2 separate regions of the Canis lupus genome follow, and region 1 is linked to region 2. Evidence: chromatin contacts called from public Hi-C data. All regions are on one chromosome and are shown on one strand. The core of a region is the stretch at or near the end of the contact, and the rest is flanking DNA. Distances in the headings are between cores, read along the strand shown. Region 1 holds the start of RNF43 (E3 ubiquitin-protein ligase RNF43). Region 2 overlaps TSPOAP1 (peripheral-type benzodiazepine receptor-associated protein 1).

Region 1 (2,700 bases), core at 178-2,677, 110 kb after region 2:
AAGTTTTCACATTAAACTTTTTTTAGTGTAGCCAGAGTTCTAGGCCCATTGAATTTATACTTTTCATGAAGTTAAATATACTATCATTTTAATGTTCTACCTAAATTTGTCTATAAATTAGATGCCAATTTATATGTCTTCACATATTACAGGATAATCCTGAGTATCATTGCCTTTTCCAACTTTCAAAATCATAAGAGTATTTGAAAAAGTTAGCTTTCCAATTATTTTTCCAGTTAAAATTGATATTTCTATCTTTATTTTCCGTTCTATCTTAGGGATTCCAGCTTTTACTCTCCTGCTTGAGAATGCCAAGCACTTTGATTTCCCATGAGATGCTTTTGGAAACTACTTTATTATCCAGATCTTGTAATCTGTAATTTTCTACGTTCTTAGGTAAAACAAAGGACTATTCCTAACACGTTTTCAAATTCTTTGAGGGGGTGGGGAATAAAAGATAGGGGGAGTAGGGAGGTGATTAGTCTACAGGCTCTAAGTAGAACATCCTGAAAAAGTAAAAATAAGCCTGAGTAGAGCAGATCTGTGCTATTTCTAGGCACACTTGAGAATTTAGGTCTTTGTACAAACAAAATCTTAGTTCTAAGATATTAAAATGTGTACCCTTCAGGAAATAAAAATGCACTTCAACCACAAAGCCCACTGTGTTCAGAGGTCAAGTTAAAAAAAAAACAAAAAACTTATAAAGTCTTCGGAATAAGTGGTGAAAAGCCAAGCAATTGAACATGAACCTGTTATATAGATCCTTCTCTTTTGCTGAGGCAGAGGGAGAAAAATAAGAATTTCAAAAGAAATCTGCAAACCTGTTGTGCTGTCGGGCCCACCGGAATCCACGGGGGTGAAACAAATTCAATTATGCTTTTATAGGTCCTGCTCAAAAAAGGTTTCAACTGCTTAACCAAGTACAGCTCATTCTTCCACCTTCTTACTCTGCAACCAGATCAAGGGCCCCACACTGCAGGTAGGTGCCGAGAAATTCCGCAGCCTGAAAAAATAATCCATGCAGGTCAAAGGCAAACATTTACTCCAGGCTTAGAGCTACTGTTCCCAAGAACTCTAAAAGCACTTATAAAGGATCCAAAATCATTTTTGAAATCTCCTTTCTAACAAAAGTTCTTTTTCTCCCCGAACAGCATATAAAATGATCAAATCCTGAGAGAGAAAAGAAGCAAAGTAGCAAATACATCAGCAACAATTCACTACCAGGAACACAGAAAATCCCAGAGGGAGAAAGCAGTGTCTCTGAATCATGGATGGGCTTGGAAAGTTCGGAAAGATTCGAGTGCTTCCCTTCCAGAAAGACAATTCTGGATCAACTCCCTAGAGGAGGAAGCCTGTGGTTTGTAATTGGTGTTCTAGCTCGACTCCCTCCCCTGGGACTGCAATCACGCTCTCTACCTGCTGACACAAAGTGAGGGTGGAGCAGCTAGAGGCAACCACCCGCTCCTCTCCCCAGCCCGCCCCTCCTCCTGGCTGGCTAAGGCGAGGGCTTGAGTGCACGCACACTTACAGAGCCAGACACGTTCTTTTCCTCTCCGCTCTCTCAGCTCCCCTACTCCCTCTATTGAGCCACAGTCAAACTGCATCCAATTCAATGCTCAATCATTTTCTCTGGGTAAGCAAGCTGTTTGATACATGTCAAACAGGTATCTAGGCAGTAGAACACACCCAAGAGAACATAAACGGTGGTATAATGAAATAAAGGGAATGAAATAATAAAAACCCAGAACATGAAAGAGTGGATTCAAGATTTTGCAAATATGAGTTCAGAGGGATTTCTGCTCTTTTTGGATTTTAGCGTCTATGAATGGCACAAAGCTAGAATAAAGTGATCCAGTGCTATAGTACTTATTGCTGTCTCATGTATGCTACCCCGGCAAGAACCCTGTCCATTTTGTACATAGTTTTTCTTCAGCTTTTACTTATTTAAATTCAGGAGCTCTTTTCTAAACTGTGCCTGTATAGAGCAGGTTGATATCAGAGGTCTAGAACCTGTTATTTTCTTCTCATGCCTTTGGAAAGTGAAATAATACTATAGATCACACCTATGTGTGTGATCTTTTAGAGCTTTTAGAGCAGGTTGATATCAGAGGTCTAGAACCTGTTATTTTCTTCTCATGCCTGAAAGTGAAATAATACTATAGATCACACCTATGCCCTCAATGTAAGATTGCAAGTAAGTCTATGTCATTAATACAAGCAAAGGTATAAAATATATATGCTTAATGGGAAGCATGTAGGCAAAAAGGAAACCAATTTTTGGCTAACTACCACAATCATGAACTATAACCCTTTTAGTTACTTTGTCATTAGAATGCAACAGTTTCTAATATATGTTTCTAAAATTTGAATTTTCAAATTTACCAGATTATATTTGACTGTCCATTTCATTTCTGACCTATTGACATCTCTCCAAACTGTACAAATGCACGACAGTGTGAATGTGGTTAACACTACTGAACTGTATACTTAAACTGTTTTTACACTTAAATTTTTAAAATTGTGGTAAGAAGCATGTAAGATTAAAAAATGTTTTATTTATACAAGTGAAAATACACAAACTGATCATCTGTAAAATGTGGATAGCAATAATTGCATTGTAGGTTGGAAACTAAAACTTAACTGACATAATGCCTCCAAAAGCAAAAAAGTATGAGTGCTTTCTTCACCTTGAGCATAAGA
Region 2 (2,700 bases), core at 176-2,675:
CCACCTCACATGCTCGTCCTGCCCCACAAATGCAGTGCCCCAGCCCCTTCAGGGAATGGAGGCAGTGCCCACTCTGTGAGAAGAAGACTGGGACTCTTCCTTAAATGGCCTCTGAGAGGGCTGCAGGGGGCCTGGGCCACAAGGGCATCACTTAGCTCCCACCACAAGCTCTGGAGGCTGCCCTGCCACCCCTGCTAGCATTTCTTCCTTGTGAGTCTCCTCCTAGCTTCACTAGCAACCGTGAGTGGCTCCCCTTGCCCCAGGCCCACCCACACAATGCTGTTGGTGGCCTAAAGGACAGTGGTTGGGTGCACAGGAGAGCCACCAGGAAGCCTCCCTGCCCCTATTTCGCTTTCCCACATCCTCACCGTAACCTCCTATGCCTGGCACAGCCCAGTCAGGCCTTGGCAAGCCTACAGGTCTTGGTTCGCCACCACTGCTCCATACCCCTTCCTCAAGCCCCTCCCCCTCTTCACCACCAGAGCCTGGCCATCTCCTGGCCAAAGCCAGCCATGGAGCCTGGACCAGAGGCAGGGGAGCCGGGTGCCCAGCCTGGGGCCACAACACCCAAGGCCATGATGATGTGGCAAGGCCTTCCTCCAGGGGGGTCTGTCGGCACCCAGAGGTCTAGGCATCTACTGCTAACCAGTCAGGGCTGGTGGCCAACCAGGGAGTCCCCGGTTCTTCCCACTCCTTCCCAGGGCTCCTTCTATAATATCCCAGGAGGGAGGGGTTGCTGCGGGAACAAATGAAGGAAGTTTCTGAACCCCAGGGATGAATGGTTGGTGGTTATCTGCAGATTCCAGTTGTTTAAGTACCCCCCCATCCCGCCCACCTTTTATTCCCTCCAGCAGAGAAAATTGAGTATTAGAAGTAAAACCATGTATCTGATTCCCTCACAGGTTACAGTGCAGAGAACAAGGGTGGGGAGACTATTATTACTGGTGGCACTGCGGTATCATCCTTTTACCACCAATAATAATCACAATATTATAATACCATAGTCAAATAGTATCATAATATACTGATGAGTCATGCTATGGATGTCACCCAATATTCTATAAGCTGCAGGAGCTATAGAATATGGGGAGTCAGCTAATATGGGGCATTATGTGCTAAAATGACATGTATTCCTATAACAGCTGGCACTGCCCAGAGTAAAGGCAAGGGGAGGTGATGATCGTACACCCAGATCTGGCTCACAGAAAGAACTCCCTCCCCCATTCTGGGGAGGAAGAAAAGCCAGGTCAGCTCCAGCACTGAAGACAAAGGAACACTGTCTGATGATGGTGATGTAAGGAGCGGGGAGTCACATGAACAGAGGGGGCCAGTCCCCCCCACTTACACGTTGCTCTCTATATATATCTATCTCCATCTAGCACTGGACTCGTCTCCTCCTCGTTCTCTGAAGAACAGGGAACAAAGAGAGGAGATGGGTTATGGACTGACTCACATGCTCCCTGCTCAGTCACCAGGTCGCCCAGCTCACAGGAACTGAAACTTTGCACAGCCTTTGCCTTTGGAAACACTGCAGATGGAAGCCCACAGTTTCCCACTGGGGCCTGGCCTCTTCCTCCTCTCCCTGCCCTGGGGGGCTGGAACTCCACTGTATTCCACCCGCCCCAGGAGAAGCAGGTTCTAAAAACAAGGACCTGAGGAAGCAGAGCCTTGCTGGGCACCTGGGAGACAGAGAGACCCAACAGGGCAGGAGGTTCCCTGAAACCCAGGCTATGACTAGCTAGAGATGTGGAGGGTACAGGGGGCCTTTGCACAAGGTCCCCTTATCTACGTCATCCCCGGGGTGGGGGCAGCTGGGTCAGGTGGGTCAGGGATCAGGGTCCCAGCCATCACTGCTCTGCAGAGAGGGGCACATACCGGGAGGGAGCTGGCCCCGGCTGGGTCCTCCCTGGCAGTTCCTGCCTGGGCACAGTGCTCACCTGGATCATAGCCCGGCTGCTTCCTTCCCACAACACTGTCCCAGTCACCGCCGCCGCCACCACCACCGCCACCACCGCCACCACCCCGGCAGGGTACAGCCCCAGCTTACTGACCTGACTCTCAGCCTGGGGTGTCCCGGGCTCCCTGTCCTGGCCACCTGCCTCAGGCCCAGGGCCCTCCAGGAAGTTGGATGGAACCAGGCCCCTCCGTCCATTGAGCTCCCCCTGGGGAGGAGATGCTGGTGAGACTGGGACCAGGAAAGAGGCCTCAGCCCCGCCCCCTCAACCCTGCAGCCCCCCCGAGGGAAACAGCCTGAGGTCAGTACTACTGCCACAGCAGTGACTTGGTCCATCCTTCAGGCTTACTTCAGGAACCCTCACTCATCCCCGTCCCTGGCTCTAGTAAGGCCCTCCCTGAGAGGGCTGGTGAGGGGGGCATATATGGCACACCCCTGCCCCCATGTTCTCACATAGTAGAAACCGTCATCGTCCATGTCTCCGAACACAGTAATGACGTCCCCCGCCCGGAAGGGCAGCTCCGCCTGTGGAGAGCCCAAGAGGCAGGTGTCAGCCCTGGGGAGGCGCTGCCAGCACCCCATTGGGTGAGCTCTATTTGTGGGTCCTCACCTCCACGTCCATGTTGGGGGAGCTCTCCCGGGGGTTGTAATCAAATGCAGCCACCATGGTACGGGGAGATTTCAGGCTGGCAGAGGAGGTGTGCTGGGTGTGGCCTGCAGGGGAAGGGGGAGAGGGCCAGGGGCTC

The links. A called contact is a pair of places that touch in the nucleus more often than the background predicts.
Region 1: a contact with region 2 is called in a Hi-C map of blood, with 5 times the contacts expected there. The contact joins the promoter of RNF43 here to the enhancer-like site in region 2. A contact is called at or near these places in 5 of 9 Hi-C or Micro-C datasets (amygdala and blood).

Annotation. Positions count from the first base shown.
Region 1 is chr9:33,030,440-33,033,139 of UU_Cfam_GSD_1.0, forward strand. It overlaps RNF43 (E3 ubiquitin-protein ligase RNF43), which reads right to left and starts at 1,428. Exons shown (of 8, transcript XM_038547884.1): 1 at 1-1,428. It overlaps LOC111097406 (a long non-coding RNA gene), which reads left to right. Exons shown (of 4, transcript XR_005364593.1): 2 at 279-396; 3 at 886-979; 4 at 1,152-1,946.
Region 2 is chr9:32,921,311-32,924,010 of UU_Cfam_GSD_1.0, forward strand. It overlaps TSPOAP1 (peripheral-type benzodiazepine receptor-associated protein 1), which reads right to left. Exons shown (of 30, transcript XM_038547880.1): 27 at 2,565-2,668; 28 at 2,408-2,479; 29 at 2,052-2,162. Among named protein-coding and RNA genes, the nearest start is that of MPO, 15 kb to the left of the region's middle. Within about 2 kb of position 1,426, at least 2 of the 20 cell types and tissues checked have an H3K27ac peak or open chromatin away from gene starts, as enhancers often do. A contact at or near this core is called in blood, where this site is marked.